Linked DNA regions of Sus scrofa: region 2 is linked to region 1. Evidence: chromatin contacts called from public Hi-C data. All regions are on one chromosome and are shown on one strand. The core of a region is the stretch at or near the end of the contact, and the rest is flanking DNA. Distances in the headings are between cores, read along the strand shown.

What was found. A called contact is a pair of places that touch in the nucleus more often than the background predicts.
Region 2: a contact with region 1 is called in a Hi-C map of liver, with 5 times the contacts expected there. The contact joins the promoter of ECSIT here to the promoter of RAB3D in region 1. A contact is called at or near these places in 3 of 47 Hi-C or Micro-C datasets (epiblast stem cells, heart right ventricle and liver).

What each region holds. Positions count from the first base shown.
Region 1 is chr2:70,033,214-70,039,297 of Sscrofa11.1, forward strand. RAB3D (ras-related protein Rab-3D) reads right to left here and starts at 2,466. Exons shown (of 5, transcript XM_003123177.3): 1 at 2,257-2,466; 2 at 646-909. The coding sequence starts at 873. TMEM205 (transmembrane protein 205) reads right to left here. Exons shown (of 4, transcript XM_003123176.3): 2 at 5,798-5,906; 3 at 5,529-5,692; 4 at 3,716-4,085. The coding sequence ends at 3,780.
Region 2 is chr2:70,167,866-70,173,949 of Sscrofa11.1, forward strand. It overlaps ECSIT (evolutionarily conserved signaling intermediate in Toll pathway, mitochondrial), which reads right to left and starts at 2,897. Exons shown (of 8, transcript XM_013987373.2): 1 at 2,748-2,897.

The DNA.
Region 1 (6,084 bases), core at 1,216-3,715:
TCAGATAGGCAAGACCTAGATCTGCCCTCAGAGCCCCAGTCTAATGGAAGAAACACAGGCCTGCCTGTATCATCTCTAGTCTGATAGAGGAGACATGGGCCTGTCCTTGAGGGGCTCCCAGTCTGAACAGTCAGTGGACTCTCAAGACTTAGCAGCTCCTCTGACCTCATCTCCAAGTGCCAACTTCATGACCATGAATAAGAACCACCTGGGCCAGAGGATACCACTTTGATGCAGACAGCCCGGTGCTTGTTACCGTGACAGTCATTACCAGTAGCCCCTCTGGGAGCAGGGGCATGGCTCTGAAGAGCAGGCAGGCTCAGTGGGGGCCCCCCAACCCTCAGCTTGTTCTGAGAGGGTACCAAGCCTCTTCTCCACTGGTCACCAAGACATCTAACCTGCCTTGGGTTAGTCCTATCTCCCCCTCAAACCCCAGGGGGCGGGGCATATCCACCCCATTCTGATGAATTCACATCACAGATACACCCGGCCACTACTCTTCACACTCAAACCCCCTCCCTGACTCTGGGCCACTTTCCCTCACCTGGGATCCCTCCCCATAGCCCTACACCCTCCCCTGTACTTCCCTGGGGGAACCCCAGGGCCTTCCTGGCCCAAAGACCCACAGACAGCTGCCTAGCCCACCCAGATCTGCAGCTTGATCCTCTTGTCATGGCGGTAGACAGTCTTGACCTTGAAGTCGATGCCCACGGTGCTGACGAAGGCAGGTGTGAAGGAGTCATCGGCGTATCGGAACAGGAAGGATGTCTTGCCCACGCTGCTGTTGCCGATGAGCAGCAGTTTGAACATGTAGTCGAAGTTCTGGTCTGCTGCATCCCGCTGGCCCGTCGAGGGGTCTCCAGCTGACGCCATCTTGGCAGGAAGCCTCCTGGAGGGTGGGCTGGAACCCTACAGGGAAACAAAGCACCAGGATTGGCTCTAGTGTCTACACCAAACCTGGGCTCAAATCCCGGCTCTGCCGCTTGGAAGCCAAATGACCCTGGATGCATCACTTGCCCTCTCTAGGCTTCAGGGTCCTCGGCTGGAAAATGGAGATGTTCGTCAAATGCAAGGGCCAGGTTGTGGGTGCCCCACCTGGCCGCTGAGGAGCCGGACCCTGCGGAAAGTGCAGGTGTGGACTTTGCCCCAGAGTGAGCAGCTGGCGTGGCCCAGGTGTGAGCTGGGATGGGGGGGCTGCCAGCTGGATAGAGCCCCCCCCCCAACCAGGGCCTGGGTGTTGACTTTGGCAGGTGTTGGCCACCTGCCTGCCCTGACCCAAGCCAAGTTTAACCCCTTCCCTGACTCCCATGGGCCTGACCCCCACGGGGAGGGGCGGTTTCAGTGGATACAGCCCGGGTATAAGGCCCAGCTCTACCCCTCAATGGATACTGCCACCTTCTGTTTGTCAAAGAGGCTGGGCCCCTCTCCCTCCCAGTAGGGCTGACTCACTGCGGCCCCAGCCCACAGAGGCCAGAACAACGGTCCTCAAATCCCAGGAAATCCCCCCAGCCACCACCATGACCTGGCACTCTGTCCCCACAGCTGGGCTCCTTCATCTGGGTCCAGCGCACCCCTTCAACCCTCATTGCCTTCCTTAGGACTCAGTTTCCCCTGTTCATGGCAGCTCCCTGAGCCTCCCAGGGAGGTTCCAGAAGTCCTGGGTGAATGGAAGGCAACTCACAGAGGAACCCCTGGAAAAGCTCTTTCTCAACCACCCCTGGGGCTTCTTTCCATTTTAAAGGAGGACCCATCTGGCCCCCCTTTCCTGCCCAGCCCTCTGCCCCACCCCATGTTCCGGGAGAACAAGTTTAAGGAGGGGAAGAGAAGAGGCAGGAAGCCTTTCCCCATGCAGGGCAGGGCCACCAGGCTGGGGCTCCCGCCCGCCCCACCTCTAGCCCCAGCCCCAGCCCACCTGTCAGCCGGTCCTACCTCTTTCTGACCACCTGCCAACACTCCCTCAAGCCTGGCACTAGGTAAGAGACCCCGGGGTGGGGTGAGGGGGGGCTCGGAGGGCTCCGCCCTGTCACCCGTGGGTAGACGTGGGGCGCCCCAACCGGTGCAGGAGCTCAGGAGCTTCCTCCCATCACCATATGGTCCCATCTCAAGTCCCCAGCTGGGCCGTCTGCCCCGCCCGCGTCCCATTAACGCTCCCCGATGAGCCCAGCTGGGTGGGGGAGAGGGAAGAGGCGTCCCCCGCCGCCTGCTTTTGTTCCTCAGGCCCCCGGCCCTCCCCCTAAGCCCCGGTCCCCTCAAGACCTGCTGGGACGTGGAGATGCGGGTCGGGTGTGCTCCCTCTGAAGGGGGTCACCTCGCGTGGAGGGCGCTGCCTGTGGAGCTTCTGCCTTCGAACTCGCTACTGCCTGCTGTCTGGCCCCTGTAGCAACCCCGACCCCGTAGCCGCCGCCGCTGCCGCCGCTGCCGCCGCTGCCCGCAGCCACCCGGATCCCGCGCCGGCTCCGCCCAGAAGAGGGAGGAGGGGCCGCTCCGGGGGAAGGGCGGGGTGGGGCGGAGCTTGTGGGGAGATGGGGGAGGGGCAGAAGCCGCACTGCCTGCCCCGCTGTCGAAAGTCAGTCTCGCAGCAATAAACTTTTCATTTTAACTAAGCGGACGTAGAGGTCCTACTCTGCGCAAAGCAGCTAAGAGCGAGAAGTCTGGAGCTAGGTTCAAATCCCAGATCCACCACTTTCTAGCCGTGTCACTGGTTTTTGTTTTCTTTTGGCAAGCCCGAGGCACGTGGAAATTCCCAGGCCTGGGATCCAACGAGCACCACAGCAACAACCCAAGCCGCTGCAGTGGCAACGCCAGATCTTTAATCTACAAGAGAACTCCTACTAGTTCTGTCACTTTGGACAGAACACTTCCCTGGACCTCATCTTCTCCGTCCCTCAGGGTTGTGTGAGGGTTCTGATCTGAATTAGTGTTGTAAAATGCAGCACCTGCCCCTGAAGAGGACTAGAACCCTTATTCCAAATCCTCTTAAGGACACTTGGAATTAACCCCCCCTTCACAAATAAAGAAACTGGAGATTGGAGAGGTGCAGCCCCTTGCTCAAGGCCACACAATAAGGAAATTTGGCCTCCATGCCCAGCTGAGATCCCAGATTTTTCTTCGAGCCAGCAGGATTCTGCAGTTATAATAGTTCAGGCTTTGCTTGGTTTCAAATCCTAACAACTCCACCTGAAGCCATTTGCTGAACTTCTTGAGCCCCCATTGCTTCATGGGAACATTAGCCGCCTCCAAGGCTGCTGTGGATGAACCCAGATGATGTGCATCAGTCAGTAAGGGCTGGCATATGCTCAAGCAGCCCCACTAGTCTCCACGGCACACAACATCCAAGGTTTGCTTCTCACTCACACTGTTCCTTGCAGTGAAGGGAAGATGTGTCATATCGTGTGCTGGCTTGTATAATTCTCTTTGTGACTCTGCTCACATTTCATTGGCCAAAGCAAGTCACATGACCACCCCCAATGTTAATGGGGTCCTTCAGGGCTCAGAACCAGTTGTTTTTACAATAATATATGATATGTGCAATGGTTAGTGCCATGTCTGGCACACAGAAGGTGCTCAACAAATGGACACCATTATAGGAAGAGCTCAGGGGCTACAAAAGCTAACACGCCAAATCATCATGTCACGTGAGTGGGGAAACGGAAGCCCTCAGCTCTACCTTCTCCTGCCCCTTCCCCCGAGTCCCAGTTGGAGAAAAATACAGCAGTCATTTCCAAAGAAGCATTTATTGACATTTGGGGACACCAGCAGAGACAGAGAGTCAGTGGGTGCTAGAGGCCCCTGAGGCCCAGGGCAAGGCCAGCAAGATGAAGCCCATTGCTCAGGAGGCAACCCAGATTGCAAATGGAGGACAAGCCATGGTAGCGGAAAAAGTTCTGGCGGAGGGCACTGTACTTGGGGTCCTGCCCTCGCAGCTGGCGGTAGGGGTCCGAGCCTTGGTGGCTGCCTGGCACCTCCCCACCCAGGCCCCGCTCCTTCTCCATGGTCTGCAGGGCCCACATGGTGGCCGTGGTTCGGGGCTCCAGCCAGCGGGCGTTGATGGTGGCCAGTGTTAGGCTCACGAGCAGCAGGCAGAGCTGGTGGGGCAGTGGGAGAACAAGGTAAGCCATGCCTGGAAGGCAGGAGGGGCCCTAGGGAGGGTCCTTTTGCATCCTCAAGGCCCAGAAGGGAATGGGACAGCACTGGGTCAAGCCAGGCCTCCCACCTCCATCCCCAAAGCCAAACTGAGCTCCACTCTCCTACCCTGAAACCTGCATGTTCTAAGGAAAGGCTCCATCACTGTCTCCTTTATCTCACCTAAACCTCCTGAGCCTCCACTCTTCTGAAACCCTGACTGGAAGTTTCTAGAACACATCCATCTCCTACCCTCCTCTGTTCCCCCAAACTGAGCATATCTCCGTAGAGCCTCTCTTCCCTGAAATGGGACAGAGCATCAAAATTGTCCTTTAATTTCCCCAAAATAGAGAGCCCAAGACAGGGCCCATCTCCTTAATTTTTTTTTTTTTTTTGTCTTTTTGCTATTTCTTTGGGCGGCTCCCGCGGCATATGGAGGTTCCCAGGCTAGGGGTCGAATTGGAGCTGTAGCCACTGGCCTACGCCAGAGCCACAGCAACGCGGGATCCGAGCGGTGTCTGCAACCTACACCACAGCTCACGGCAACGCCGGATCCTTAACCCACTGAGCAAGGGCAGGGACCGAACCCGCAACCTCATGGTTCCTAGTTGGATTCGTTAACCACTGCGCCACGACGGGAACTCCCCATCTCCTTAATTTTTTAGAGAAGAAAATTTGTCTTTTTAGGGCCGAATCCACAGCATACGGAGGTTCCCAGGCTAGGAGTCCAATCGGATCTGTAGCCGCCAGCCTATGCCAGAGCCACAGCAACACGGTATCTGAGGTCCATCTGTGACTTACACCACAGCTTACGGCAATGCCTAGGGCCCATCTCCTATGTGGCCCCAGCCTAGACCCCAGAAACTGACACTGGGAGTGAATTAAACGTCCTCGAAGTTCCAGTTACCCATAATCCCCTCCTGTGTCTGAGGGATTATTGAAACCTGGCAGTGAACCATATCTGAGGGACATAATGGGGGCAGGGGGAGGGCAGGATAGAGAAATACTAGATACAGAGATGGTTCCTTGCCTTGCGGCTAGGGGTAAAAAAGTGTGGATGGGGGTGGGGGACGGTAAATTCCCAGTCAGGCTGGTTTTTAAACAATGAGCTGGGGTCAGTGCCCCAACCCAGCTGAGTCACCACAGTTTGGCTACAGGCCCAGCCTGGGGGAGGAGAGGGAGTAATAGCCAGCAGAGAGACACCAGGGAATAGACAGGGCTTCTGGGGATGGTTGTGCAGGCTGTGTACTGCTCAAGATTACCCAGAGCCCAGCTTTGTATCCACCAGGAAGAAGGGTCAGTTTTGGGGGGATTTCATTTTAATTCTCACAAAGGTATAGCCATAGGTGCTCAATGCGGTCCTGGGAGTGAGTCTCCCCAGGGTAGTGGAACCCAAACCCACATACCTGGCTGGCCTCCCAGAATGTGAGCTGAGCCCAGGCATGCTGTGAGGCTAAGACGCAGAGGTTGATGAAGGCAGAGCCCATGGAGATGTGAAAGTAGAAAGGGAAGAGTTTGCTCTGTACGAGGCCGAAGGTATGTCGAGGAAGGCCTCGGAAAAGCAGGAAGCCTGTGGGGTGCAGGGGACCACACGCCTATTAGGACACTTCCAGGTCACCCTCTTATCCCTATCCCCACCCTGGGCACCCATGATCTCCAGGTCAAGGGTCCCTACCTGAGACGAAGGTCACCCACACTTGCATGCCCCAGGCCCCTGACAAGACCAGTAGATGGACCACTTTGGTCAGGCTTCCCGGGTTCCCGCCTTCCTCCATCTTGCAGGCCTGGGAAGGAGGCACCGGGTTGTTCAGAGCTTTAACTTTGCCCTGTGGCCTTCAGAACTTGTGAGCCAGCTCAAGGCCAGGGTCACTGTCTATCCAGCAGAGATTCAGAGATAGCAACCCAGGAATGGGGGTGGGGAAGACCCAGAGCAGTCCCACAACATCCTCCAACTCCACCTTT
Region 2 (6,084 bases), core at 1,647-4,146, 140 kb after region 1:
GTAGGTCACAGATTTGGCTCAGATCTGGAACTGCTGTGGCTGTGGCGTAGGCCAGCGGCTACAGCTCCAATTCAACCCCTAGCCTGGGAACCTCCATATGCTGCGGGTGTGGCCCTAAAAAGACCAAAGAGACCAAAAAAGAAAAGTACATTACATTAATTGGTTTTCAAATATTAAACCAATATTGCATTTCTGGGATAAATTCCATTTGGTCATGATGTATATAATCTTTTTTTATGTTGCCAAAATTGGTTTGCTGGTATTCTGTTGAGGATTTTTGCAACCATATTGGTAAGGGATATTGGGATGTAGTTTTTGTTTCTTATTGTGTCTGTTTGGTTTGGTATCAGGGTAATGCTGGCCTCATAAAATAAGTTGGTACATACTTGGATCACTCATATCACCCTTTAAACTTTCTCTAGCATCTCCTTCCACCTCTGTTCCACATCTCTGCTCTATTTATAGTACAGCTTTTCCCAAGAGGGGTCTACATGTTACTTCTTCACTGTCTCCAGTTTGGCTCTTGTCCCAGCCACTCCACTGACACCACTCCTGTAAAGACCCCTTGCACGTTCTACATTTAACAAAGCCAGTGGTTATTTCTCTGGCCTCATTTTGCTCAGTTTCTCAGAAGTATCTGGAATGGGTGATGCCCTCCTCCCACCTTGGCACTCTTGATTTTCTTCCTAGCCCCCAGGCCTGTTTCTCAGCCAATCAGAAAGACTGGCTTCCTTCTCTAAAGTGTGCAGTGCTTGCAGACTTGAATGTGCAGATGAATTGCTGAGAATATTGTTAAAATGCAGGTTCTGATTCAGAATGTTTAGGGTGGAGCCAAAGACTTTTTTAATCTAACAAACTTCTATGTGATGCTTAATGCTGTCTTTTGAGTAATAATGCTGCAAAGAGTCCTACACTTTGAACTTGTCTGTCTGCTACCGTAAGGTATCATTCAGCTTCCAAGAGAGGTGTTCTCTCTGTATTTCTGTAGGCAGCTCTCATAGTTCTCAAACCTTGTTCATTTCAGCATTATCTAGGAAGCTTTAAAGAATCACATGCCCAGGCCATACCCCAGATATATTGTATCAGAATATCTAGAGGTAGGGCCCAGGCATCAGCATTTAAAGCACTCCAATGACTCTAACATCCAGCTGAGATTAGACCTTAATCTAAACCTTTGCTATTCAGGGAGCAGCTGTATTGGCATCATTATTTGGATGCAGAATCTCAGCCCTAACCCTGACCTATTGAAGCAGAATCTGCATTTAAACAAAAGTCCACATTTCTCTTATGTGTGTTAAAGTCTGAGAAATGAAGATCTATGTGCTGATAGTTCCCAATGGTTATCACCATCCCTGAGCTCCAGCTTCCATACCTAACTGCCACTTTGGTGTATACCTAGCCATCTCAAACTTATTTTGCGCCTAACTTATGCCCCTGCTTAAACTTGTTCCATCTCATCCTTGCCTGATGTCATTACACCATCATTCCTAGTCAATCAACCACAAACCTGGTTCTGAGTCCACTGTGTTCCTCACTTCCCCAACCAATTCATCAGCTGCTCATGTTGCTACATCCAGATCCACCTCAAACAATCCCATTTCTCTCCATCTGCAAGCCACAACTCCAGTCCATGACCTCTCTTCATCTACCCACACTCCTTTCCTTACCTGCCTCCAGCCAGTTCTCCCTAAAGTGGTCATAGGGAGCTTTTTTAAAATGTAAACTAAAGTGTTCTCCGGCTAAAGTCACTAATTGCACATCACATGAGATAAAAATCAGACAGGCTCCATCCCTCCAAACTCAACTGTTATTACTGGAAGCTCCAGCTACACCATTTATTTCTCTTTTAAATTTTATTTAATTTTTATTTATTTTTGGCTGCAGTGTGCAGCAGCTTGTTGTGGGATCTCAGTTCCCAGATCAGGGGTTGAACTCAGGCTGCAGAGGTGAAAGCTCTGAATCCTAACCACTAGACCAACAGGGAACTCTCCCATTACGCTGTTTCTTAAACAAGCTGACTTTATCTAGTCTCAGAGCCTCTGAGGTTGCTTTTCCCTGTTTGGAAATTCCTTCCCCAGGTCAGTTCATTGCTGTGCCTGGTTATTCAGGTCTATATTCAAATGAGACGCCTTCCCTGACTACTGCCCCATTCCCAATCTAAAGCCCCATCATCCTGATGAATGAATTTTTAGCAATTAGCATCTGAAGTCACGTTTCATTTACTTCTGATTTGTTCAACGTCTAGCTCTCCTGAGACCAGAGATTTTTGTCTGTCTTCCTTTTTGCTGTCTCTTTTGCACCTGGGATAGTGCCTGCTATATAGTAGGTACCCAACAAATATCAAATGAATAAGAAGAGCTAAATTTCTACAAAGCTTCTATAAATCTGAACCCCTAGGCAGGGTGTACCTACAGCAGCTCTGAGGCTGGCTGCTAGGATTTTGACGCCCTTGGGAGAAAGAAGCGAACTTTAGCCTAGCTGCCAACCTGTGGCGTGACCTTGGGAGACGGCTTTAACTTTTCTGAGCCTCAGCTGTCTCATCTCCAAGATTAGAGATTAGGGATGTGGGGAGGCGGGTACACAGAAGGCAGCTCTCCTCGGAACGTCCCGCCGTGTACCCGAAAAGGTCACGGTGCCCTGGCCCCGGCAGCCGGGATCCTCCTGGGGCCGCCCTTCCGCGCTGCTGGCCCCAAAGGGGCTGCCCCAGGGCTCATAAATTCACGCTTGCCTCCCCGCGTGGGACCTACCTATTCACGCGGACGGCCGCGGAATCCGGGCCGGTTATGTCTTGCCCCTGGGCGCCGCCATGTTGCACGAAGATCTTCTGGGTCACGGGCCACCAGGGAGCCGGCAAATCAACAGCGCCAGTTTAAGAGAGGTCCCGCCTCGAAGAAAGGAGCACCAATAAAAAGGCGCAGCGACCTTGGCCCCGCCTCGTGGTGAGTCAGGCCCCTCCCCTAACGAGGCAAGCTGGACTCCCCACGAATGAGCGAGCTTGGTTCGGGAAGGAGAGACTGTGCGGTTTCGGAGCTGGGACATTGGACTCAGGCAGCGGGTGAACTCAACTGACAGTCCTAGTGCCCACCTGAAATACGGGAATGAAATATTAAAGGTCTAAGTAATGTGGATTCCCTCATTTTTTCAACGAACATTTGAAGGCTTACTGTGTGCCAGGCGCTGATTCGGCGCTGACGTTAGGGAAGAAGAAGGACTGCTAATCTAGCTCCTGGAGTCTGGACTAGTGCTTAACCTGTCTGTGCCTCAATAGTCTCACCTCTGAAATGGCCAATTATAATAACCTCGTAGAGGTTTTTTGTTTTTTGTTTTGTTTGTTTTTTGGGCTTTGTTTTATGGAATAATGGAGTTAATCTATGCAGAACAGCCATGTAAGCGTTTGCTACTGTTATTATGGGGGATTCACACTAATACCTTATTCCACCTCCCTCGCTTGGACGGTTGAGGATCCTGTAGGGTAGTGTGCATGTTCACAATTGTGTGTGTGTGCGTATGTGTGTGTGAGATTGCGATAGAGTGTGGATGTTTTCATGGGTTTTCGTAGTTTCTCAGAACTCAAACAAAGGTGTGTACGTTTGTGTGTGGCTGTATGAGGGTAGGTCAGGGATAGTCCCCACGTGTGTCAGTGTGGACATTGGTACATGTGGGACTTTGTGTGTCCACGTGTCAGTAGCTGCATGTGCACTTGTGATTGTATCAGCTTCTGGGTGTCTGTCATTCTGTGTGTGTGGAAGGATGTGGAATTTGTCCCAGAATTCTGAGGGGCTGGGATTAGGTGTGTCAACATTTCTTTGATGGTCCATGCAATAATGTGTGTGTGATTGCATGTCTGAACACTAGTGGGTAGATGACTGTGTTTATGACACCCCATGTGTCCCCAACTTGTGGATAAATGATTGTCCCACCATCAAGACACATGTGACTGTTATAGCCCTTTACATATCTGTGTGTGATTGTGTCTACCAGTGTGTGCCTGTACCTATATGAATCTCTGACTTCGTGTGTGTGTGTGTGTGTGTGTGTGTGTGTGTGTGTGTGTGTGAAACTCTGTGTCTCAGCGGTGGTATAAAGGTCTGACTGACAATGCCAATCTGGGGTGGTCTCTGATGTGGGATTCCATTATGTAGTTGTGTCCAGCTGTTGGTATGTGTTTGTAACACTGTGTGTCCCTGACTTGTATGGGTGTGACTCGTATGGGTGCCCCTCCACCATCGGTATGTCAGTGACAGTATATGACAATGTGTGTTTATGACTGTGCCTCAACAGTGGTCCATTCTGACTGTGGGGCTATGTCTGTGCGTGACAGTGGTGTGTTCCTATGCCTCTCTCTGTGTTTGACTGTCCACCCAACCATAGTGGGGGCTGTTGCTGAGTTTCTAGCTCTCTGTGTGTAGCTATGTGGTAGATGGGATCCAGCTGGATGAGACCCAGAGTCACATTCACTGAGTCCCCTGCCCATTTCTGAACCTGGCTCCTTTCAGACTTGGTGGTGATTCCTCACAACTGGGATCAAAGGTTTCCGTGTCACCATTCAGTTTCTCTCTTCAGCTACTACTACTTTTTTTTGTTTGGACGCGGCACGGCATGTAGAAGTTCCCAGGCCAGGGGTTGAACATATGCCACAGCAGTGATGCAAGCCACAGCTGTGAAAACACCAGATCTTTTAACCACTAGGCCACAGGGAACTCCAGTTTCTACTTCTTCTGTAAAGACCCCTGGAGACACCACCTCCCCACCCGCACATGTTGAACATCTCCTGTGGACTTGGTTACCATCAACTCCAAGAGGACAGATTTTGGTTGTGTGCTCTTTGTTTGTTTTTGCCTTTTTTTTTTTTTTCTTTTCAGGGCTGCACCTGCAGTATATGGAAGTTCCCAAAATAGGGGTCGAATCAGAGCTGTAGCTGCCAGGCTACACCACAGCCACAGCAACTCCACATCTGAGACAGGTCCGTGACCTACACCACAGCTCACAGCAATGATAGATCCTTAAACCACTGAGCAAGGCCAGGGATCTAACCCACATCCTCATGGATACTAGTTGGGTTTGTAACTCACTGAGCCACAACAGGAAGTCCCTTGGTTGGTTGTTTGATTGGTGTGGTGTCCCCAGTGTGGAACATGGGGGCAGCTCACTAGGTGTTAGTTTCAAAAAAAAAAAAAAAAAAGAGTAAATGAATGGGTGAATGTTCCTGAAGCTCACCCCAACCTTTGAAGCCTGCCAACAGTCTCTTGTGACAGCCCCATGTGACTGCCTTCTGCGTGCCTGACTAATTACCCTGCCACTGTCTTCTCCCAACTCTCCCTGGCCCTGGGGCAGTCTGTATTATCTTGCAGACTCCTATACCCATATGTGTGTCTGCTCACAGCCCTTTGTCAATTTGGGGCACTTGAGTCTTAGGGGATGTTTGGGGGGCATCCTGTTCCTCTCTGGTATTCCCTTTCCTCTCCTTCACTCCTGACCCCCACTATCCTGTCCACAGTTGGTTCCTTAGTATAGTGAGCTGCTCCATACTCACCAGTTGCCTTGCCAAATGGGGTGGCCATGGCTATAGTCTACACAGCCAGCACCACTGTGATGCCATCCTAAAATTTGAGGGTTGGAGTTCCCTGGTGGCTCTGTGGGTAAAGGATCCAGCAGTGTCACTGCTGTAGCTCAAGTCACTGCTGTGGTAAAGGTTTGATCCTTGGACCAGGAACATCCTCATGCTGCAGGCATGGCCTAAATAAATAAATAGAATAAAATTCAAGGAGTGATGACCTTGGCTGTGCTGGTCCCAGACATCCTTAACATCCTCTGGATGTACTGAATCATGCTGTCCAAGGCCTGAGGCAGAGGAGCCCTCTCAGAGTGCCCCAGAGTGTGGGGAGGAACTGAAGCAGTCTGGAAGAGCTTCCCTCAACCCTGCTGCCGGCTTGGACCTGGGCCAAACTGGGGGAAATTGCGCATAGGAGCCTGAAGCTGTGACCACCCACCCATGAGAAGACTCAGGGTCACTCAATAACACCCACGTTGCTATGGCTGTGGTGTAGGCTGGCAGCTGTAGCTCTGATTTGACCCCTAGCCTGA